Regions from separate parts of the Mus musculus genome. Here all the other regions are linked to region 6. The links are chromatin contacts, called in public ChIA-PET, HiChIP or PLAC-seq and capture Hi-C maps. All regions are on one chromosome and are shown on one strand. Each heading gives the region's core, a stretch centred on a gene start, on an enhancer-like site or on the middle of the called end of the contact. The rest is flanking DNA. Distances are from core to core; before and after follow the strand shown. Region 1 holds the start of Snrpn (small nuclear ribonucleoprotein N). Region 2 has its middle 31 kb from the start of Atp10a. Region 3 has its middle 89 kb from the start of Atp10a. Region 4 has its middle 53 kb from the start of n-TEttc7. Region 5 has its middle 76 kb from the start of n-TEttc7. Region 6 holds the start of Ube3a (ubiquitin protein ligase E3A). Region 7 overlaps Atp10a (ATPase, class V, type 10A).

Region 1 (3,191 bases), core at 653-3,152, 780 kb before region 6:
AGATGGTTGCATTAGTTTGCATTCTTATCAGCATGGAGTAAGTTTTTAAGTCCGTTGTCTCTGTAATACTCAAGTACATTAATTTTATATTCACCAGGGCCTTTCAGGGTTAGCAAATCTGTAATGCTAGGACTAGGAAGCAGAGTAGTAGTTTTGATGCAGCCTAGTCTACATAGCAAATTCTAGGACAGTGAGAAGGACACAATGAGACTGTCTAAGAAACAAAAAACAACAGGAAAGGTTTTATTATGAGGCCCAGGCTTGCAAAGTGCCCTCTCTGTCTGATTTCTAGCACCACATAATTCCTGCAAGGTAAAATTCCAACCCAACCATGACACATCCTGTTTCAAAATCTCCCCATCTTGGGAAAACAAAACAACCCCCTCCTTCACTACCACCCCAACGCCCTCTACCCTGCCAAAAAAAAAAAAAAAAAAAAAAAAAAAAAAAAAAAAAAAAAGAACAAAATCAGGCATGGTGATCCCTTGCTGTAATGAGGGTAGAAGGCTTATTGGCTTATTCTGAGTTTTAAGCCAGTTAGTGCAACAAAGGAATTTCCAAGCACACCTGGGGTAGATTAAGAACCAGCCTCAGAAAAGCAACAACAAAATACACACCCTGCAGCGCTGAGCTACACTCCACCATTCCTAGCCCTAGTCTATTGTCTTTTCATTTTTCCATAAGTAGTCTGTCCTTGTGATTTTCATTTGCATTTCCATGGTGACTGACAATAGTATCTAATTGTTTAGTTCTATGTAAATAGATTTCTTCAGCTGTTTTCGAAAGTTCAGGTTTTGGTTACATTTAGAACTGAATGTATCTTCATTGAAGTTGAATTTAGGATGTTTGCGAACTGGATGCTAGCTCAGTGCGGGGGGAAGGGAAGTAGAGAACTTCCAACTTTGTTAGAATACCTCATTAACAGTTCTTGCAGGCCCTCATTAAGCTATGCTAAACCCATGTAAATTTAGCTTCCTTAGTTTTCTCCTTGCCATTTTGTTTTCCTAATCTTCAAATAATTGCATATTGAAGTTACTACCACAATAATACTTTTACTAGGCAGACAGGAAATTAATAGGTCAAAAGTAACTGAAATAAATTCTTATATATGTATCCACAATCTACAAAATGTTTTTGTTTTTGTTTTTAGATATTGTTACAAATTGAACCTGGCCTTGAGTATGCAAAAATACTGCTTTCTTAGAATAAGTTTCCTAAGAGCTGGAATTACTGGATGGCATTTCTATGAGGTCATATATTTGTTAGTAAATAGTGTCTACTTTTCACCCCCCAGGCATAACAACATTTAGGAAGCCCTGTCTCTAAAACCAACAACAACAAAAGAAGCAGATACATAAGTTTCATAACTGAATGTTCTTCCTATTAAAATTTAATCACACCATGATCTGGAGGAAATAGTTTTCTCCCAGTCATATGTTCTAACACAGAGAAAGAAAATACAAGTAATACTACATTAATGTAGAATGTAGAATTAGGAATCAGGATAACTTTTTTTTCTGTACAGAATTTTAAGTATCTGACAATTTGGCTGGGCTTCATGTTTGATTGTGTGTGTGTGTGTGTGTGTGTGTGTGTGTGTGATACACTATGTAACATGATATAGCCTAGAAACCAGTCTTCCTCATATTGGAGATCAAACCTTTTTTCCTCTCCCACATAATAAAAATCTGTGTGATGCTTGCAATCACTTGGGAGCAATTTTTTTAAAAAATTAAATGTATTTAGTAATAGGCAATTATATCCATTATTCCAGATTGACAGTGATTTTTTTTTTTTTAATACACGCTCAAATTTCCGCAGTAGGAATGCTCAAGCATTCCTTTTGGTAGCTGCCTTTTGGCAGGACATTCCGGTCAGAGGGACAGAGACCCCTGCATTGCGGCAAAAATGTGCGCATGTGCAGCCATTGCCTGGGACGCATGCGTAGGGAGCCGCGCGACAAACCTGAGCCATTGCGGCAAGACTAGCGCAGAGAGGAGAGGGAGCCGGAGATGCCAGACGCTTGGTTCTGAGGAGTGATTTGCAACGCAATGGAGCGAGGAAGGTCAGCTGGGCTTGTGGATTCTAGTAGTGAAAGTGCATCCTATTTGACCAAAACATTCTAGATTTGGGCTTATTAAGATTTTTGACAACCCAGATACCTTTATTTTTGAGAATTGGTGAGCAATCCTTTGGAGCCGGCAGACGGACTCCTTGGGTGTGTTAGTGCGGCACCTGCGTGTAACGCGTTGCCTTTATTATGGTGGTCTGAGGTTGTGACTGGGATCCTGGATGCAGGAGCTGTGTTGCCGCAGCGTGGGGGCTCCAGGATGCGGGACCTCTTTTGTCGCGGCCTCTGGACTCCTGGAAGTCAGAGCTGTGTTGCCGCGACTTGTAGGTCCAGAGATTTTGGAACTATTAACTGTGTGGCCTGTGGCCTCCAGAATGCCGGAGCTCTGTTGGTTCTGGGGGTGGGTGTGGATAGAAGTTCTGTTGCCGCTGCAGGAACCTGTAGAGTCCGGGATTTTGTAACTGTTACTGTGCGGCCTGTGGGCTCCAGGATGCAGGAGCTCTGTTGCCGCAGCCTGTGGGCTACGGGGCTGGGTGGACACTCTTGTCCAAGGCTGTGGCTCTGTTGATGCAGCCAGTGGGCTACAGGGCGTGGGAACTCTGCTGCCGCAGTGTCGCAGTCTGTTTTCTCCGCGGTGTGGGGGTGGGGGTGGGGAGGGAGCTCTGTTGCCGCAGCAGCCTATGTGCTACAGGGCATGAGAAATGGGCGGTCGCAGCTTGTGTGGTCTGGGGGATGGGAGCACCTTCAGGGGTCTGGGGAACTGGAGCTGTGTGGCGGTGGCCTGAGGGCTGGGAGCTTGGTTGCCATGGCTTGTGTGTTCAGGGTGGGGGCTACTGGAGTGCTGTTGCCGCGGCCTGCGGGCTATGGGGGTGGTAGCTCCATTGCCACAGCCTGTGAGCCTAGGGTAGAGGGAGCGGTAGCTCTGTCGCCTCTTAGTTCATGTTTGGGGGAGCTCTGCTGTTGTGGCCTTTAGGCTGAGGGTGCGCGCAGGGTGTGGGGGATGGGGGCATTCTGGGAGCTCTGTTGCTGCTTCATGTGGCTTCAAGGATGTCAGAGCTGTGTAGTGGTGGTATGGTAGGGTGGAAGGTGAGCGCTAGTGGGTGATTTTCTCTGAGATCTC
Region 2 (2,975 bases), core at 169-2,668, 600 kb after region 6:
GCAGCATGCGGGAAGTGCTGCGGCATTTTGCTTCTCTTGAGCTCAGGAAGGAAACGAAGCTTTAGGAAGTAGAAAATGAGACCTGGAGACATGGTCAGTGGTAGATTAGTTGGCTGCCAATGAAAGGCTCTGAGTTTGATTCCTAGGACTGGGGTGTGGTCAGGGAGTGTGTGGAAGCACAATCTGAAGTGTTTGTTATTCTGATGGACTATGAGCCATGGATGTCTTTGTAGGAACTGGTGATACAACTACATGCTATTTTTAGGTAACTTAACCTTCAATATATTAATAACACCTTTCAGTTTCTCTAATATTATTTATCAGTGCAAACTATTGTTTTTAACAAATACATTTTAGAGTAGTTTTATATTTGTAGTGAAATTGAAAGAAAGGTGCAATATCCCTATGTACCCTTTGCCCCTGTGTGCATTGCCCTACCTCAATCAGAGTATAGGTAATCATAGGTAATCACTTGCTTTTGCCTTATTATCACTTAAAATCTCTGTGCTTAGGTTTCACTCTTGGTGCGCACTCCATGGATTTGAACTAATGTATGATGGGAAGTACTTATCCTTACAATATTTAATTGTCTTTCTCTGCTGACACTTCTCTGATCCTCCAATTCACCCTTCCTTCCCATTAACCCACAGCAACCATTGAGCTTTCCTCTCCCTCCTTTCCCTCTCTCCCTCCTTGTCCTGCTTCCTTCTTTCTCTCTCACCTTTTCATCTTTTTCTAACATTAGGAATTCAGTCCAGGATCTCACATGGTGCTGGACAAATGCCCTATGACTAAGTCACATCCCAGCTCCTGATTTTTTTCTTGTCTCCACGGATTTATGTTTTCAAGAATGCTACATTCCTAATTCTTTTTTTTTTATTCACTGACATACATTTGCATTTCTCTCATACCTTCTCATATCTCATTGCTTTTTAGAACTGAATAATATTTCATTCTATCAATGTACCACAGTTTATATACCCACTCACATGAATAGTTGTGAATGCATGCTTTCATTAAAATTTTTTGGATGGGAGGTTATGATTACTTTCCAGTGCTGGGGGATGGAGCTATGTTTGAGATGAATGAAGAAACTGAACAGCTCTTGGAATTACTCAACTTCCCCACGTGGTGCTAGCTATTAGCCCAGAGCAGCGAGAAACAAACAAACAAACAAAGAAACAAACAAACAAACGACCTTGGGCTTTTGCAATTCTGAAAAGAGAGATAATCAGAACACAGGCATTTCTCTGCAGTTGCTTCAGGCTGCCAGGGACTGCAGCAGTTCTGGTGGATGCAGCCAACTCAAGTCTGAAGGGCAGCCAGAGTCAGACATTTGAAAAGTGGGAAAGCATTGCGATGGTAACAAAATATTTCTCTGTAAAGGGGCCAGGCAGAAGTCTTACCGCAATGACTTTTAGACTTAGAAACCCTCAGAGCTTTCTCAATAGAGGGCTGTCCCACGCTGGTGAGAGGCTCAGGCCACTCTTCAGATCTTTGTGTCAATGAATAAGAACATAACTTTCTCTGAGGGTGATCTCCCTGGGGAGAGATTATATGCAGTACTTATGATTTCATTACAACAGTTTTAAAATAAATACAGTCAGGAGAATAACAACCACTCCCAGATTCCCTTAGGCTCTTACCGTTTCAGGGTGCCCATGGTACGCTCCACCGGTTTCCTGTAAGTTTACGTGTGAGTTATTTTTGGTCTTTTGCTGCAGTGAATAAACACCCCACCTACATATTTTCATATTTTTACAAGTAGATCTGTAAGCTAGGTTCTTGGAAGTATGATTTTAGGACCGTGAGTAAACAGTGTGATTTTGCTTGGTATTGTCCAGTTGTTCTCTGTCACAGTGCCGCCAGCATCTGTTCCTTTGGCTCAGTGTGGCTTTTCATCAATAGTTTTTATGTTTGTCATCCTAGCAGATGTGAAATGCTGTCTCAGTAGTGCATTGGCTTGTGTTTTTTCTATTTATGTGAGGTGAATTACCTTTTCCTAAGATTAAAATTATGTGTATTTTTTTCCTGTAAGGTGATATATACTCAAAAATCAGTTTTCTATTGTTAGTCTTTTCTTTTAGTGGTTCTAATTTTCAAAATTTGAGTCAAACTTAGACTACTTTCATTCAAACTTAAGATATTTTCTTTTGCTGGAAGATAAAGAGATTTAGTTCAGTCTTCTATGTTTAAACTTCCGTTATAATCATATTATACAGCTCTCTGTATCAGCCAGTTTTATCTCTGTAGATCCAATCAACCCTCTCCACTGCTCCTTAACCCTTCTATCCTGGCAATGTTCTCATTTTACTTTCCTGGTCTCTGTAGTAATTAGGGGCAGTGTACTACATAGTTACTTTAGGCTGTGTGCTTGCATCTGACGATTTGGATCTGGGAGCCTTGAATACAAGAGAACATGCTGTGTTTGCTTCTCTGGGCTGGGTTACCTCACTCAATGTGATCTTTTTTGTTCTACTCATTTACCTGCAAAGTTCATGATTTCACTTTTGTTTACACCTAAATATCCCATAGTGCTTATATACTACATTTCAGGTGTGTGTGTGTGTGTGTGTGTGTGTGTGTGTGTGTGTGTGTAGCCCTAGCTATCTTGAAACTCACTCCATTAACCAGGTAGCCTTGAAATCAGAGATCCATCTACCTCTACCTCCTAAATACTGGGATTAAAGGTTTATGCCACCACACCCAGCTCAGGCACAATAAATTGTTGGCTTTAATTCTTAGCAAGCAGAGTCCTACTCAGAAAGTCCTTTCTTAAACCTATACCACCTATCTATGCTTTCTTTTAACAATTTCAGCTTTAGGTTTCATGTATAGGTCTTTGATCCATTTGGAGTTAGTTGGGCAATACATACAGGTCTAGTTTCATTCTTCTGCATGTGAGCATCCACTTTTTCCAGAACCATTTGTTGAAGATTCTTTCTTTTCCTCAGCTTCCGTTCTTGGTGTCTTGG
Region 3 (3,376 bases), core at 345-2,844, 660 kb after region 6:
TTTACTGATGCAATCCCTCGGATATCCATAGCCACCTGGGAGGATACAGTAAACATATAGATAATAATGTACTGTGATGTAGAGATAAAAAGAAGCCATAGGCAGCTGAGGCCCTGGAAAGAAGGGGATCATGCCTGAAGGAAGTGATGCTGTTGGCAGGCAGGTGATGGAGCAGTGCTCCTTCAAGCAGGAAACGCAGCATGAGAAAAGACAATGAGAGTAGAACATCCAGGATTTGAGCTGGTGTTGGATCACAAGTTTATTGTGGGAATTTGTAGATGAGACCTCATAGAAGAGGGCATCAAATCACAAGGTAAGGAGGGAAGATTTGAGGCTGAGCTTCCATGACACTCACAGATGGCTGCTGAGCAAGGGAATGGAATGATTAAAATGGGATTTTGGAAAGACAGAAATATAACTTAGATTTGATATAATGAAAACATTGGCAAAGGGGATAGAGAGCGGCCTTGGCAACCTACAAGAACTGACTGACTTTGGAACTCTGGGAAACTAAATTGTTACATCAATATCTATATTTACATTAGCTATCAAAGGATAAAAAGGGATTAGGTGAAGTGATGCTGGGGCTTGTCACTTTCGTGTGGAAGAATGATAATGGAATTGCCAAGAACATTGAAGCTGATAGTACAGATTTGCATGTGACGTAGAAAGATAAGCAGACCAGTTCTGACATTAGCTGACACAGAAAGGCATCTGATTCCCAAGGCAGTTTAGATATCTTTGGTGCTGGGATGTATTGGACTCTTCCTGCTCTTCCTCCACCCTTCTCACCAGTTCCTCTTCCCTGTATCTTCTTACCCACTCAGACTGTTGGCCACATTTATTCTAGATACTCCACTGATAGCTGCCTCTCTTGTTCTCTGTGACCTCTGACTTTAATTTCTTGTGAGTCTCCTGTGCTCCCTTGCTCTCTGAGTCCACATCCCTACTTTCTTACTCAGTTGATTCTTCCAAAACATTTCCCTAGGAGGCTCAAGGTAAGGTCAGAGCTTCACTGACTGCCTGTAAAGAAATGATATCCAGAAAGAAGCATTTAGCTTCTATTGGGTTATTACAGTTTGGATCTTAAATATCTCCAAATATCCATGCGTTATAGGCATGATTATCAGCTTCTGAGTCCTGCTGTCAATTAGTGAAATCTATAAAAGATAGACCTACTGAGGTGAGGATGTAGGACATGCCTTTGAAGGAGATATTGGGTCTGTGAAGCCCTCTGTCTGTCTCTTTGCTGTCTGATGAACTGAGCAGTTTCCTCTACTCAAAAGTTTCAGCCATGATTGCCACTGTACCATAGGCTAAATGGGTCAAGTGAGCCCGGACTGAAATCTCTGACAGTGAATGTCAGCAAACTCTTTCCCTTTAGGTTGATGTTTTTATGACTAAACGCAAAATATCTTTCCTGCTTCATGTTAAGAAATCTCATAGTAAATGCTTACATCCTTACTGAAAAATACTTATAATGGGGCATTTGCCAGTGGAACTTCCCCTTGTTGCTCAGTGACTCCAGCTTGTCATTAACATGACATATCAGCCACCATGTCTTGTTGGCATTGTAGGCTCTTGCTCACTCCCACTTTCATGTTATTTAGTCTCAGACATTCTTCCAGGTGGTACTTCTGTCTCACCCTGACACAGACCCTGCCCATGAGGCTTCCACAGACTCTTTCCCAGTCTTTGACCAATCCCACCTGAACTGGGAAAATGCTTGAATGATTTTTGAGTGGGTACTGGTTTTTCCCTTTAGGAGAGACTTGGTGTTTTCTAACTACTGGAATCTTGTGGGTGAAATCCAAAAATTCTGTTAGGTACCCTACAATTTTCAAGGTGGCCCTCACAAAAATTATCTTACCCAAAATGTCAGGAGTACTGAAATGAGCTTCTCAAGCCTAGAACAACAGTTGCAAAGTACACCCGACACTCTCACTCTAGGAAGCAGCCTGCACTTTTGCTGTTGGCTTCCTGCCCCTGCCCCCCCCCCCCCATTCCCCCAACTTCCTCTGCCTAGCACCGTGGATATGATTGCCACACCTCAGGTGCTGCCTTGGTTTATCTTCAGCTGAGTTCTTTCCTGTCCTCTCATGTTTTGTTTTGTTTTGTTTTTTAACTTTCATTGTTCCTTACTACATTCCAGATATCTCTCTATAAAATGTCCTCTGGGACTCAGTCTTCCACCCCTTATGATTGACTCAGGGATGCCTCTGACTTCCCATAGCTTTCTCTTTGGGGCCCAAGAAACTGTCTTTCTCACCTCTGGAGGCTCAGTTTTCAGCTGGAGTGTTAGAGTTGTAGTGAGCAGAGAAATGTATCTGGGTTATGAGGCCCTCACTCTCCCAACATCCCACCAGAGTTTAGAAATTGCATCCTCTTAGGAGATGGGTGACGGTGAGGCTTCAAACAAAAAAGAGAAAGTATTTTTGGGAGATACATAAAGCCTCAGGGTGGGGGTAGCTTAGGTCAACATTTGTCTGGGCTCTCTGAGGGATGTTGTTTATACTGTGAGCTAATCTTATAGGGGAACTAGTCTTCAGTTCCAAAAAGAAACTTGTCTCTTCCTTGAACTGGCAAGATGGCTCAGACAGGAAAAGATGGACACCCCAAGCCTGACACACACACACACACACACACACACACACACACACACACACACACACACACACACAGCACTCCCAAAATAAGTTTAAAACAGTCTTTTAAAGTCCTCTTCTGTGTTTCAGGAGTGTCATGAGTAGAATGAGAGTAATCCTCCTAGACTCATATGTTTGAATGCTTGGTGTGGGATGCTCAGTGGGGAAAGGACTGGGAGGTGTAGTCTTGTTGGAGGAAGTCTCTGAGATGTGTTGGAGGGTGGTCAGCTTTGAGGTTTCAAAAGTCTACACCAAGCCCAGTCCTTATCACTTTCTCTCTGTCTGTAATTTGCCTATCAGACGTGAGCTCTCAGCTACTTCTTCAACACTATGCCTGCCTGTCTGTTCCTGCCATATTACCCATCATGATTATCATTAGATTAACCCTCAGAAACTGTAAGTAAATCCCAAATTAAGCAAATTATTATGGGACAGTCGCTAAGATAGGAGGGAAACAGAGGTAGGAGGCAGGATTTGGATAAAACCCAGAGAGACACTGAGTCTGAGACAGTTTTGGTTTTAACTAAAAAAACAAACAAACAAACAAACAAAAAAACAAAACAAAACAAAAAAAAACCCAGCCTGTAAAAGTGACATATTTGGGGTATGATTTCCCAGGGTCCAGTTCTTGTGTAAATGTACTGGGTTTTGTTAGTTTTTTGTGACTATTCTGCAACTGTGATAATCTTTGGAATGGTATTATAACTTTTACAAACCTACCTGTATCCCTC
Region 4 (3,261 bases), core at 217-2,716, 780 kb after region 6:
TCTTTTCATAGTTGCCTGATGAACTATGCCTAGTTAGATGAACTATGACAAAAGTATATAAGAGAAATAAACTCTTGCCTTCTCAAGTTGCTTTTGGTCATGATGTTTGGTCAGGGTAGTAGGAACCCTAACTAAGACAATCATGTTGGGCTGAGATGGCTTTTGCTATTTCTGGGGAATAAAATCGTTGTGATCCAAATGCTGACGTTCATGACCCACACTTTATACTGGGCGTCAAGGGATATGCTGCTACTTTCTCTTCTTACTGAATTTTATTTTCCCCTCCTTCAGTTTTCTTGTAACAATGGGTATATTCAGAAGTCTCCTTGATCTAAGCTCTAGTACATTATCTAGCTGTACTGTCTTAGTATTGACAGGTATATGGTGGTCAGGTGTTCTCATTTCCCCCCATTCAGTTCTCTATAGAGACTTGCAGAGGGTCTTTAGATGTGAATTTGATCATGCCTTAACCCTCTTCCGATCCACACAGAGAACTATGGCATTCCTTGCACCTTCAGTATTCTTGTCTAACCCCGACTTCTAATTTGAGCTGCATCCAGGCTCTCTACCTCACTTCCAGGAAGCATTTGTTCTCTTCCTGGGACCTTGTTACTTTCTGTGTTGTCCAAAACTCCCCTTCCAGACCTTAACTCTTATCACAGTCATGTACCACAGAATGAAGTTTTAGTTAACAGTGGACCACATGTTACCATAGATACTATTACCTAGTGACATTATAGTTATCTTAATTTCTCTAAGAACACAGTATAATATTCATGTAGTGCTAACATCAAAAGTGTAGTTTTTAGAAATACTGCGCCCCATAAATTATTTGTAACATTTATTAACTCAGCCAAGACCACCCAGACCATCTGTCTTTCTTGCAGGGACATCTGCTTGAAGCACCCAACTAATGTATAATGTCATTGGCTTCTGCTCCTCTCCTAGCCTGTGAGGGCAAGAGCCATAATTGCATTTGTTCTTTATAGAGTCATTTTGCTTGGCACTGATGGCTTGCCATAAGTGAGCATCGTGCTAGATGGCAGACTAAAAGTCATATCAGTTTGGGCTAGAGCATACCCCCTCCTCCTTTGCACTGATCTAGTTTCAAGTGATCTGGCATAAACTGGTTAATTGTAAACAGTTTACTGAACTCCATTATGGTTTTATGGAGAACATAAACAACAATATGTAAGAAATCACAAATGATGACACAGAGTATCTCAAAGTAACTGTCAAAAAATTGGATGATACTTTATATTATATTACAAGGACTTTGAAAGTCATCTCTCATAATAACATTCTAGTTAAAAGAATACTCCAACAGGCATCATCATACCTAATTTCAAGTTATAATAGAGCCCTAGTTATAAAAACAACAGGGTACTGACACCAACACCTAGATCAATAGATTAGAATAGAGGATGCAGATACAAGCCCACAAAACCACAGTCACCTAGTTCTTGACAAAGATGCTAAACACACATGTAAAAGAGACAACTTCTTTAACAAGTGGTGCTGGAAAACCGGGTATCTACATGTAGAAGAATGAAACTAGATTTTAGTCTCACACTCTATGTGAAAAGCAACAAATGCATCAAAGACCTGAATGCAAGACCTGAAACTCAGGATTGGAAAGTAGAAAACACAGTGTAAGCCAGGGCTTCCAGATAGAACTGTGCTTCTTGGGAAATCAGGGAAACATTTCACAAATGGGATTTCATGAAATTAAAAACTTTCAGCAGAGCCAAGGAAACAACTGGATGAATACACAGCATATGGACTAGGAGGAAAGCCTTTGCTAGCCATATATCTTGAAGAGTAATGATACAAGGGAAATTGGAGTATCCTTTCAGCTCCTTAGTCTCATTATAAAGGAGTTTAAGAATGGACTCAAAAGGAAGTACAGGGCAATTTTATTAGCACTTAAAAGAAAACTCACAGGACAGGCAAGATGTAAAACTACAGCTGCTGCTCAGGGGAGAATGCAGGAGGGAAGGGAAAATCCACACCTCTGAAGTTGTCCTAGAAGCCAGACATGTTGGCCAACAAGCAGCCACAGGGTGTAGAGGAAGACTACAGAGAAAGAGAAATAAGGGGAAACTCTCCCCTAAACCAGGACCCTGAACAAGAGCAAGGTTCCAGATATATTGCCTGTGGAATGTTGGAAAGCCCCTAACCTGGGATACACATCCTGGAGCACAAATGTTGTAAAATCACACAATTGTCTTCTCTCCCACCCTGTAGTTTTGAAAAGAAGTTTAACAAGAAAACTTGGTTTTGGGTCTGGAAAAGCCATGCCCTCTGGGTTTCTGGTTATTAGTTACAAAAACCGAGCACTGAGTCTGTACCACATTCTCCTGCACCCTCAGACGCTATGTGGTAGGGTCTTAGGGACAGGGTCTTAGGGACTGTATAATCCTCTCTGTAGAAGTGGGGCTGAGTTCTTATTCTTACTTTGCCCTTTAACTTCTTATATTATTTTTCTTGCATGTTAAAGAAGCCCAAAAATATTGGGGTAAGGGAAACCAGGACTATTAAGAAAAACATGCCTAGAAAAGATAGCAAAAACCCTGCATGGCTGCAGTACATAATCTTCAGCAGTAGGGAGGGAACATTCTGGGAAAGAGTATAGTATCTCACTAGAGAACTAAGTATTCTAAGTTTTGGCAAAAGGTCAGCCCATCTTCCCAGGGCTGGTCCCTTAGCCAAAGTTATTGAATCAGCTTGAGTGGAGTGTTTGCTCTCCACCTAAGCCAGCGATTCCATTCTTTTTTTGTTTTGTTTTGTTTTTGTTTTTTCGAGACAGGGTTTCTCTGTGTAGCCCTGGCTGTCCTGGAACTCACTTTGTAGACCAGGCTAGCCTCGAACTCAGAAATTCACCTGCCTCTGCCTCCTGAGTGCTGGGATTAAAGGCCTGGGCCACTACTGATTCCATTCTTTTGCTTGGGGTTTTTATTCATTTTAATATCACTATCTAGAATATACTAAGATCTAAAATAACTAACAAGAAATCAAACAACTCGACAAATATACAGGATACTAAAATGTACAATCGACTGTAAAAAAGACAAAGTAAACACATGCTCCACTATGTTCATAGCAGCCTTATTTATAATAGCCAGAAGCTGGAAAGAACCCAGATGCCCCTCAACAGAGGAATGGATACAGAAAATGTGGTACATCTACACAATGGAGTACTACTCAGCTATTAAAAAGAATGAATTTATGAAATTCCTAGCCAAATGGATGGATCTGGAG
Region 5 (3,340 bases), core at 763-3,262, 750 kb after region 6:
GCATACACTAGCAAGAGTTTGCTGAAAGGACCCTGATATAGCTGTCTCTTGTGAGACTATGCTGGGGCCTAGCAAACACAGAAGTGGATGCTTACAGTCAGCTATTGGATGGATCACAGGGCCCCCAATATAGGAGCTAGAGAAAGTAACCAAGGAGCTGGGGGTATCTGCAACCCTATAGGTGGAACAACAATATGAACTAACCATTACCCCCCGGAGCTCGTGTCTCTAGCTGTGTATGTATCAGAAGATGGCCTAGTCAGTGGAAAGAGAGGCCCATTGGTCATGCAAACTTTATATGCCTCAGTACAAGGGAATGCCAGGGCCAAGAAGTGGGAGTGTGTGGGTAGGGGAGTGGGTGGGGGGAGGATATGCCGGACTTTTGGGATAGCATTGGAAATATAAATGAAAAAAACCTAATAAAAGAAAAAGAAAAAAGTGAAAATGCTTATTTTGACTCTATTTCTTACTCTATTTCTTTTGGGGCTGTGAGGAGTCAGTGCATCATTGTGGTGTCATATGGTCAGGAAAGTACTAACTACATGGTAGCTAGAAAGCAAAGTGAGAAGAAAGACCATAGTCCTACAGGCAGCTTCAGGGGCATGCCCTTAGACCAAGTGTCCTAATGTACTCCATCTATAAGCCCCACCTCCTACTACCTACCAATAGTCCCAAAGTCTTGAGATCAAGCCTTTAACACAGGGCTTCTAGAGGCAGTGGTTCAGTTCTCCAACCCACAAAAATGCAGAAGCCATGCTACTCTGAACACAGCTGAGCACATTTCACTTGACTGTAGCTTAGAACCATAACTAAATTCCTGCAAGCCAAGAGGATGCACAGGGATTGTAAGAAGCATGGAGATTAATTTTAGAGTAATGATGATGATGACGACGATGACATGAAGACAACGATGATGGCAGCGGCGATGTGTGTGTGTGTGAGTGTGTGTGTGTGTGTGTGTGTGTGTGTGTGTGTATGATTAGATTTGGGGTGCTAATCCATACCAGAAATCTCAGCATTCAGAAAACAAAGGCAAGAGGATCACCCATGAGTTCAAGGACAGCTTGGTCTACATTGTCTTGAAAAAACAAAACAAAATTTGTGAGAGAATTTTAAAAAAATTTCCTGTAGGTTATAAATGCATAAGGAGGTTAAGAATGATAAAATTAACATTTATTAAATGATAACTTGAAATATTAGCAACATAATAAAACAAAAACTTTCCAGGGTGAGTTCATACAGAACTTTGCCTCCCTTAGGAATAGACACACCTGTGCTTGTTTGAATGAAAATGGTCCCGACTGGCTCATAGTAAATGGCATTACTTGAAAGGATTGGGACAATTGGCCTTGTTGCAGTACGTTGTGACATTGATGGAAGAAGTGTGTCACTGGGCATAAGCTTTGAGGTTTCAAAAGTTCAGACTTTTCCTGCTGCCTGTGGATCCAGGTGTAGAATTCTCAGTTAACTGGCCAGCACCATGTCTGCCTGCATGCCACCATGCTTCCTGCCATGACAATGGTGGACATAACCTTTAGACTGAAAGCCAGCCCCAATGAAATGTTTTTCATCATAAGAATTTTTGTGGTCATGGTGCCTCTTCATAGCAATAGAAATCCTAATGAAGACAACATCTTTCTTGAATCCTGAGCATGTTGTTGTCATTCATAATCTTGTTTGGAGCATTCTTGCAATCCATTCTTTGTTCCTTAGCACACAGAAAGGCAATGTTTTACCTGAGTGTGGTCTCCTGATGACTTTCCTCCCAAGGGAATTTCTGAATAACCAACTAGGCACATTTTCAACTCCAGAATACGTTAAGTGAACATCGCTGGCTCCGTGTGCTCACACTCTTCAGTGTGACTCACTTGCTACCAGGACACTCTGTGAGGAACACAGTCTTTCTAGCTTGGAGGAAGTCATTGACTTTTATTTCCTTAATGTCACCTCAGGTCTCTGCTGTGTTATTGTTAGTGAACTGAACAAGGGTTTCTCAGAGAGAATTAGCTGTACAGTCATCTCCCAAACCGTATAACTGTCAAATCACATCCTGTCTAGGGTTGCCTATTGCCTAACAATAGAAAAAGTTCTATTAACTCCACTTTGATTTCACTTTCCAAGTAGAACCTCAGATACTTGCTCAGAGATTACGGCCAGCTGGGCCCTTTGTCTTCACACTTATCTCATTTGTTGCAACTCATCAGGGCTGGAGTCATACTTCTGGTTTACAACCACCAACTGAACATAGCTTTTTCTACAGAATCTCTTTGTAAAAATTATGAGTATTTCCCTCTAAACAGTGAAAAATTTTGTCAGCCTCCAATGGTTTATTTGGTTCCCTGTTTATTTACGAGGAGACATTTCTAAACCAGTTTTGGGAGGTGAAGATTTTATCGATGTTTTGGGCAAATCCTTGATATATATTGAAATATGTGCACAAGTTCATTTAAGATAAAAATATATAAAACATAAAATCTCCCCTCATCCTGGTTACTCCCCCTAGTATAATAGGGAATACGGCAGGCTTTAGTATGTTTCTTTACTTTTGACTTTCATTTTGATTTTTACTTGATATACAGTAATCACACATGCACTGTGGTGGTGGTGTACACAAGTGTATCGTGGAACAGTCAGGTCACCATAACTGGCATTTCTGTCACCTCGAATACCTGCCACTTCCCCACGTGGTAACACTGAAGTGCTTCCAATGAGCTGTTCTGAAACATTCCTTTGACTGTGGCTGACTGCAAGTATCCTGTGTGCTATTGAATGTGGAAAGCTATTGTCCATTACTCACCCTCTCTCTGTTCCATCATTGCTTTTCTTTATTTTTTTTTAAAAACATGTAAGAGTATCTGATACCCTGTAATTGGAGTTACACTTACAGCTGTGGGCATCCATGTCTGATGCTGGGAACCCCTTGGGATTTAAATGAGAATGACCCCATAGACTCACAGGTTTGAATGCTTAGTCATGGGGGTGGGACTGTTGAAAAGATTAGAAGGTATGGCCTTGTGGGAGAAAGTGTGTTACTTGGGGTGGGCTTTGAGGTTCTTTAGAACCTAAGTGGGTCACTGTCTCTTTCTGTTGCCTGTGGATCCAGATTCTCTCTGCTCCTTCTCCACACCATGTCTGCCTGTGTGCCATCATGCTTCCTACCAGGGAGATAATGGAATAATCCTCCAAAAATGTAAGCAATCCCTAATAAATGTTTCCCATTATAATGTTTTGCTTATGGCGTCTCTTCACAGCAATCGACCATTGACTATGATAGAACCAAACCCTGTTCCTCTGCAAAGGCAACAAGTGCTGTTAACTGCTGAGCTTCCTGTCCAGACCA
Region 6 (3,231 bases), core at 418-2,917:
AATTTACCAAAAAGATATCTTAAGAGTATTAACTAATCTGAGGTGTGTCAAAAACATTCGTCGTGTCTCTTGTCCAATAGGGCTTTGATATTTAGCTTTTTAACAGCTGTATTTCTTAAAGTTCAGGCCATCTTTATTTCAAACGCACTTCCCTATCCAAAACATTTTAACATAATCTGCTGCTTCTCCCAAAACCATGGGTTATACGAATATCCTTCACGAAGTAAGATAATGGTGGATAACACATCCCATATACTATTTAGTTAACATTTCCAACAGTACACTAGCTATTTAACGCAATCCCAAAGAGATTTTATACTGTTCTATTTTAGCATGCTCAAAAGACATAAAAAAAATTGACGTAAAATTGTCTTTAGAGGATTCTTCTAAAGCTGATAAAGTCTTATTAAAATTATACTTTCTATTTTTAAGGCTAACGCAATTATAGCACATTCAACTCTGATTCTTCCAACAAAAAGCCTCCGCATCAAAATGGGGAAAACGTCCTTTTCATTTTCTCAACTGAAAAGGGGGAGGGGAGAAGAGGAGGAGGCCAACTGCTTACAGGTTTGCATTGAAAATTAACACAGCAGTTTCTGAGGAATCAGTAACTCACGTTCAACTACTGAATCCTACCAGAAGCAGCACACGAATAAAACCAGAGCGCAATCCTTGGGCTTGAGGTGCCGCTTCATCCGTCTTCCTTCCAATCCACCCCCAATACCCCAACCCACTAAGCACACATCTAAATATGTCTTCCCCACCAGAGCGCCCCTTTGGAGGAAAAGGCCTGCCTTTCGCAGCCTGAAGCCACGGCTGGCTCTCCGATCTCTGCTTAGATGAGGCCCCCGATCTCGACGCCCTGCACGTCCGCCCCACCCCGGGCCCACTCGGGTACCCGTGGGTGACAAAACCCTCCCTCCTGCGTCCAGCCAGCACTGACAGTTAAGGCTGCAGCAGCCGCAGCCACCAGGGCCTAGTCCTGGCACCGGCCCCTCCAGACCACGCGCCCCAAGCACTCGCTCACGGAGGCGGGTGAGGGCCCGGCGCCTACCCTGTCAGCGCGGGCCGGAGGGTGACGAGGGGACCGGCGGTACAGACCAGAGGGAGCGCGCCGGGCAGGCCGCAGCCGCAGCAGCACTGACCTGTCCTCGCCCCCGCGCGTGGGCTGCGGCCCTCGCAGCTGCGGCCGCCTCACTGGTCCTTGTCGCCCTCGTCCACCGCCGCCGCCCGCCACCGCCTCGTTCCCTTTCGCTGGCGCCACCGCCGGGTCTCATGCGGGACCCGCGCTTCTCCTCAGGAAACCGAGGCCGAGAGGCCAGGCGCCTGGGCAACCTTGAAGTCGGCGCTGAAGCGCTGCTGTCGCGATCTGTCCACAGTGGGGGGCGAGGGCGGCGAGCAACTCCGAAGAGAAGCAGAAGGAGGCGCCACCGTCAGCGACAGGTCGACGGAAGAGAAGCGTAACGAGGCGGTGAACAGCTGCGTGGCCCGGTGCGCGAGCGAGAGAGCGAGCGCAGGAGGGGCGACGAGGTGCTGGCAAAGACGAAAGGCCCTGTCGTCTCCTGGAGTCACCCAAAGAGGAGCGCCACCATCTTGGGAGAAATACGGATCTCGCGAACGCAGCACTGGACGAGAGGACTAGGTGGGCGGACCGAGTATCCCGACAGGCAGCGCGCGCCAACCCTGCCGGGCGAGGGCTCGGAGTCCGGAGGCGGGATGCGAGGCGGGGTTGCGCGTGCGTGGGATGGCGACGGGCTCTGCCCCGCCCCGATCGCAGCTCTGTGGGGCCCTCCTCTAGCTCGCCTTCGCCTGCGGCGCAGGGGCCTTTGGGAAGGGGAGATGGCCTTGGGCTGGGTGGAAGCTGGCCAGCATCGTCGCCATCTTGAGACTGGGCTGAGAGAGGCTTGGTGTTTTTAGCCTCTGCTCCTTTTACTCAATCTATAGACCAGTGTGCTTCGGTGTACTCGCGAGAGCGGACAGGTCTACCCAGCCTAGCAAAGCCCAGGAGTCAGAGGGACGAATAGGCCAAGAGGGTGTAGCCTACTGGCGGCACGAGGAGGCATAGAAGCGTTTTGTTGCTAGAGCTGACCCTTACGACTTTTCATCCGAACTGTCCGAGTAAAGGATTCAGGCGTTGAGATTGGGCAACCTTTCAGCAAACAAGGCCATCAGCCTCTGCCAGAACATGATATGTCACTGGCTTACCAGACTAGTAGGTAAAAGCCCAGCCCCTCCTGTGTTGTCTTCCAGTAGATGTCAACTGAGAAGAAACCGCCTTGCTTGATCACACGTGGATAGAGACTAATTTTGATTTACAGAACACCCGAACCCTGTTAGAGCCATGTGACTTGTTGGTACCGGAGTGAGGGTTTAACTTAGGTTTGTTGTTAATGATTTTGACACTAAATTATTATAAAGACTAGCTGACATGTTATTTCCTGGCTTGCAACTTAGTAAGCCTTAATCATCTAGTGCTCAAAATGTAACAATCACATGTATTAATGTGCTTTTCTGTTTATTACAGCTCCTATAATGTGTGTGTATGTGTGTGTATATATATATACACATCATATATATATGAAAGATCTCCCCACTATAAAAAATATTTTTATTATTGGTTTTTCAAGACAGATTTCTCTGTGAAGCCCTGGCTGTCCTGGAACCCACTCTGTAGACCAGGCTGGCTTTGAATTCAGAGATTCGCTTTCTGAATGCTGGGATTAAAGGCTTGCAATTTTTTAAAATTAAAAAATAATAGGCGTGTGTGTGTGTAAACTATTACAGGATAAATAATAAGTGCAACTGTTATATCAGATTTTAAGATACTTTAAATTTTTTCTATTCTTTTTTTTTCTCCATCCATTAAAGATCCTCATTTGGAATACCATTGTATTATATGAAAGGGGCCAGTAATAAATGTAACCCTTTAAAGAGTTATCTTTGCAAACTATTTAAATACAAAACCAAAACTGAAAATCATTAGACTGCTAAGAAAAGTAAAGTACATAAACTGTTGCAGCATGTGAAGACGCTTTCAGCTATTCACTCCTAAATAAAAGTCTGAAAATGAAAGGTCATGGTCTAGTCATGTGAATTATCAAAATGTAGCCAGCAGCCCAGACTTCTAAAAAGCTTAAAAGTTTAAAGGAAATACATATCCAAGTGCCAGTCAAGTTCTATATGGAGATCATGGAGAATACTAATTTCTCTTAACAATCTGAAGAAATTATT
Region 7 (3,176 bases), core at 225-2,724, 540 kb after region 6:
AAAGAGAAAGAAAATTTGTCAAAACATCACATGGTATTTTAGAGATTATGTATCTATTACCAACAAAAAAAATAAAAGGAAATCCTAATATTTATAACAACATAGATGAACCTATGAATTAGGCCAGACACACAGAGACAGATACTACATAATTTTACTCAGAAATAGCAGCTAAAAATCAAACCAAACTCATATATATAGAAACGGTAGAAAGGTGGCTCTGGAAAGTGATACAAGTACTAAGAAGCTGTAATAATTACAGAACAAGAAGGCCAGGGGGGATGTCAAGGCCATAGAGATGGGCAACACTATGACTTGCACAGGGAAGAGTACAGACCTACCCTTATCCTCATCTAGAGTTGCCGGGAGTCCACCTCACTTGTTAGAAGGAGCTAGCCACTTGAAAAAGCACTTTATACATGTACTCAACCAGACATGCAGGTTTTCCTGAGGTAACATGGGTACTCATTGGCTCCAATTCAAACATAACAGAAACAGGTATAGTAGAGGATCCCTTATACGAGATGCTTGGAACCAAAAGTGGTTCACACTTAAATGTTTCCCATTTGGGAATGCTCATGTATGTGTAGTCACTATACTGTAGCACTGTGTCTTAGGCATGCCATCTGTCCTAGTTTGCTTTCTGCTGCTGTGATAAACACTGAGAAAATGCAACTTGGGGAGGAAAGGGTTCATTTGGCTTACACTCCCATGTCACAGACTGTCACTGAGAGGAGTCAGGACAGGAGCTGAAACAGAAACCATGAAGGAAGTTCCCTCCCCGCTTGCTTACTGGCTCGTTCTCAGTTAGGTTTTCTTACACAACCCAGGCCCACTTGCCCAAGTGACGAGTGACGGTGGGTCAGGCCCTCCCACATCAGGCTCTCACAGACACGGCAGCAGACCAATCAGGTTGAAGCATACCTCCAGTTGAGGTTCTCTCTTTTGGGTAATTCTGAGTTGTGTCAAATTGACAATAAAAACTAGCCAGCATAGCTCCCAAGTCCAAATGTATTTATAATTCCCCTAAAACAAACAGCATGAAGTGACTTTTATTCATTACTTGAGTGCACCTTCCCTTTGACCATAGTCTATCATTGTAACACTTTCTACTTCTGGCATCGAAAAATTTCTAACAACTGAATCCACAGTCCATGCTTGCAATCGAAGCACTCGTGTGGCTGAGAGGAAAAGCACTCAAGCTCAGGAGTGAGACCTAGCTAGGCTCCAGGGTCAGCAGCAGCTCAAGAGCAAAGGGGGCTTTGTGTTGTGCTCTGAGATGTTTGGACTAAGGATATTCACCCATGCAAGAGTGGTTTTTAAAGTGGACTTTTCAATGCACAACTAACACATCCCAAAAGTAAAGAGTGCATTACTCTGAAAAAGAATTCAAGAAGCTTAAGGATATATGGCTCGTTGCCCTGAGTTACCTGTCTACAAACACAGGAAGAAGACACTAGAACATTAGTCATCTGCCTAGCCATCCATTTCCTTTAACAAATGGAGTACAGGTGCCAGAATGTCAGATGGAAAAGGGCCCACTGTATATCCAGCTAAGTGATGGTGACACAGCCCTACCCCCATAAAGCCACTTTTGTGTGACCTTGTGGCCACATATTAGTGTGCAAGTCCAAGAGGCCTTTCCGCAAAAGGCTGTACAGTGTTAGAATTATAACCTCAGGGTTTGGCTCAGTTCTCCCAGCTATCCCTTTCATCTCCAGCCTGGAATAGACTTTTTCTTTAAAAAAAATTTGATTGAACAACTAAGTGTTATCACTCAACTTCAGATCAAGTTTTAAATTCCTCTCATTCAAGTACTAATCAGGCCCAACCCTGATTAGCTTTCAAGATCTGGCAAGTTCACAGTGTTGTGGCTGTAAATTTCATGCCCTGCATCTTGAAAGTCATTATGCAGTAAAGGCCCTTAGGGATTCTGGGGAGAAGCACCCCTCTAAGAACTGTGGCTCCTGATAATAGTACTGTCTGTGATATGTCCTTAAACTGTTTCCCTGAGCAAGCAAGAGAAAGATGGGAAACACTGCAGAGCACTAGTGTCCTAACTAAAGCAGCCTTCCTCACCATTAGTGATCAGCACGGTTTCAGAAACCTCCCCAACTGAGAACTTTCTCACCCTGCTCTGTGTTCAGTATATATCCATCTCAAACAGTAGGTGCCTCTCTACCCATAAGCTTTGCATTTCAGGAACATCTCATAACACAATAGAATAGTATTTCTCTATGAATGCTATGTCTTGTAGTAAGTGTGTTAACATGTTTACCTGGTGCCAACAGTGGTTCATATTGCCCTCCCCTCATTAACAGTTACAATGCCAACATCAAGAGTAAAGGGCTGTGGCATTCCTAAATCAGCACAGGGATAATGAGCAGTGTTTGTGCATTAGCACATCTCTTTATACCATAGCTATTTGACTTGTACAGAAAGGTAACATACTGGAACCTATGGGATGGCTCACAGGATAATGGAGCTGCCCGGAAGCCTCACCATATGAGTTTGACTCCTGGAACCCACAAGAACCAATAAGTTGTCCTTTGACCTCTTTAGAGTATACAGGAGCACACATACTCATGGATACACACACACACACACACACACACACAATGTAATTTAAAAATTTTAAAACGGTGAGATACAAGATGATGACAAGTACTCAAAATTCAACATTAACAAAACAAAGAACACAATTTGAAAACAAGCAAGACATGAGATAATTCTCTGATGAAGACAAGGGTGGAACAATAAGGGGTCATCCTGCTGACTGGTACCCTAGCTGTGAACCTGACATGAGGTACCCTGGATCTCCATGGGGCCTCCACAGTATCTTTTTTTAAGCTGTGCTGTGAATGCTTTTGTCTACACAGACAAGTGGTTCAGATTCTGATCTCCTGTGCCTAGGCTGGATGCACCTGGAGTTAGAACAGAAGCCCCGGACAGTTGTCCTCAGATCCTACAGGTCCCCTGCTATTATTATCCCTTGGCTTTTGATTGTAGCCTATTGAACTACTTCCAAGGTCAAGTTGTACAGGGAGGAGCAGGTTAAAGTGAATTGATACCATCTTGTTCTAGCACCAAAAGTCTCTGTTTTCACATTTTTCTATGGTGAACTGACAACAATAATAGGCCCAGCCCTCAGACATCTACCTCAGTCTGGGCTGGGT

The links. ChIA-PET counts read pairs in DNA pulled down with a chosen protein or histone mark. HiChIP or PLAC-seq counts read pairs in DNA pulled down with a chosen protein or histone mark. Capture Hi-C pulls out chosen DNA fragments and counts their contacts.
Region 1: a capture Hi-C map of embryonic stem cells shows a contact between it and region 6, with 3 times the contacts expected there. The contact joins the promoter of Snrpn here to the promoter of Ube3a in region 6. A contact is called at or near these places in 2 of 484 Hi-C or Micro-C datasets (the G1E-ER4 cell line and embryonic stem cells), 6 of 115 datasets of contacts at active chromatin or transcription factors (embryonic stem cells and stem cell-derived neural progenitor cells) and 1 of 9 other capture datasets (embryonic stem cells).
Region 2: a contact with region 6 is called in an H3K4me3 HiChIP or PLAC-seq map of pro-B cells, with 3 times the contacts expected there. The contact joins the enhancer-like site here to the promoter of Ube3a in region 6. A contact is called at or near these places in 8 of 39 promoter capture datasets (the 3T3-L1 cell line, 3T3-L1-derived adipocytes, the C10 cell line and 4 more), 3 of 15 datasets of contacts at CTCF or cohesin (CD8 T cells, the NIH/3T3 cell line and large pre-B cells), 1 of 484 Hi-C or Micro-C datasets (adipose-derived mesenchymal stem cells) and 17 of 115 datasets of contacts at active chromatin or transcription factors (the 230-238 cell line, CD8 T cells, the NIH/3T3 cell line and 11 more).
Region 3: a contact with region 6 is called in an RNA polymerase II ChIA-PET map of memory CD8 T cells, with 28 read pairs. The contact joins the enhancer-like site here to the promoter of Ube3a in region 6. A contact is called at or near these places in 8 of 39 promoter capture datasets (the 3T3-L1 cell line, the C10 cell line, the HPC-7 cell line and 4 more), 1 of 484 Hi-C or Micro-C datasets (the HPC-7 cell line) and 6 of 115 datasets of contacts at active chromatin or transcription factors (bone marrow-derived macrophages, embryonic stem cells, memory CD8 T cells and 2 more).
Region 4: an RNA polymerase II ChIA-PET map of memory CD8 T cells shows a contact between it and region 6, with 19 read pairs. The contact joins the enhancer-like site here to the promoter of Ube3a in region 6. A contact is called at or near these places in 2 of 484 Hi-C or Micro-C datasets (CD8 T cells and Th2 cells) and 6 of 115 datasets of contacts at active chromatin or transcription factors (double positive thymocytes, large pre-B cells, memory CD8 T cells and 3 more).
Region 5: a contact with region 6 is called in an RNA polymerase II ChIA-PET map of memory CD8 T cells, with 15 read pairs. The contact joins the enhancer-like site here to the promoter of Ube3a in region 6. A contact is called at or near these places in 1 of 39 promoter capture datasets (hippocampal neurons) and 4 of 115 datasets of contacts at active chromatin or transcription factors (the NIH/3T3 cell line, double positive thymocytes, large pre-B cells and 1 more).
Region 7: a contact with region 6 is called in an RNA polymerase II ChIA-PET map of memory CD8 T cells, with 30 read pairs. The contact joins the enhancer-like site here to the promoter of Ube3a in region 6. A contact is called at or near these places in 5 of 39 promoter capture datasets (the C10 cell line, the HPC-7 cell line, hematopoietic stem and progenitor cells and 1 more), 1 of 484 Hi-C or Micro-C datasets (myocytes), 15 of 115 datasets of contacts at active chromatin or transcription factors (the 230-238 cell line, CD4 single positive thymocytes, CD8 T cells and 10 more) and 1 of 9 other capture datasets (adipose tissue).

What each region holds. Positions count from the first base shown.
Region 1 is chr7:60,003,910-60,007,100 of GRCm38.p6, reverse strand. Snrpn (small nuclear ribonucleoprotein N) reads left to right here and starts at 1,902. Exons shown (of 10, transcript NM_013670.4): 1 at 1,902-2,065. It overlaps Snurf (SNRPN upstream reading frame), which reads left to right and starts at 1,902. Exons shown (of 10, transcript NM_033174.4): 1 at 1,902-2,065. The coding sequence starts at 2,052. All of the region lies in intron 6 of Snhg14 (small nucleolar RNA host gene 14), which reads left to right.
Region 2 is chr7:58,625,389-58,628,363 of GRCm38.p6, reverse strand. No RefSeq gene overlaps it. Among named protein-coding and RNA genes, the nearest start is that of Atp10a, 31 kb to the left of the region's middle. Within about 2 kb of position 1,418, at least 107 of the 459 cell types and tissues checked have an H3K27ac peak or open chromatin away from gene starts, as enhancers often do. A contact at or near this core is called in the 230-238 cell line, CD8 T cells, the NIH/3T3 cell line and 5 more, where this site is marked.
Region 3 is chr7:58,567,634-58,571,009 of GRCm38.p6, reverse strand. No RefSeq gene overlaps it. Among named protein-coding and RNA genes, the nearest start is that of Atp10a, 89 kb to the left of the region's middle. Within about 2 kb of position 1,594, at least 22 of the 459 cell types and tissues checked have an H3K27ac peak or open chromatin away from gene starts, as enhancers often do. A contact at or near this core is called in memory CD8 T cells and regulatory T cell precursor, where this site is marked.
Region 4 is chr7:58,450,381-58,453,641 of GRCm38.p6, reverse strand. No RefSeq gene overlaps it. Among named protein-coding and RNA genes, the nearest start is that of n-TEttc7, 53 kb to the right of the region's middle. Within about 2 kb of position 1,466, at least 21 of the 459 cell types and tissues checked have an H3K27ac peak or open chromatin away from gene starts, as enhancers often do. A contact at or near this core is called in CD8 T cells, Th2 cells, double positive thymocytes and 3 more, where this site is marked.
Region 5 is chr7:58,474,078-58,477,417 of GRCm38.p6, reverse strand. No RefSeq gene overlaps it. Among named protein-coding and RNA genes, the nearest start is that of n-TEttc7, 76 kb to the right of the region's middle. Within about 2 kb of position 2,012, at least 24 of the 459 cell types and tissues checked have an H3K27ac peak or open chromatin away from gene starts, as enhancers often do. A contact at or near this core is called in memory CD8 T cells, where this site is marked.
Region 6 is chr7:59,227,186-59,230,416 of GRCm38.p6, reverse strand. It overlaps Ube3a (ubiquitin protein ligase E3A), which reads right to left and starts at 1,667. Exons shown (of 11, transcript NM_001033962.2): 1 at 1,146-1,667.
Region 7 is chr7:58,684,434-58,687,609 of GRCm38.p6, reverse strand. All of the region lies in intron 1 of Atp10a (ATPase, class V, type 10A), which reads right to left. Among named protein-coding and RNA genes, the nearest start is that of Atp10a, 28 kb to the right of the region's middle. Within about 2 kb of position 1,474, at least 109 of the 459 cell types and tissues checked have an H3K27ac peak or open chromatin away from gene starts, as enhancers often do. A contact at or near this core is called in CD4 single positive thymocytes, CD8 T cells, the HPC-7 cell line and 5 more, where this site is marked.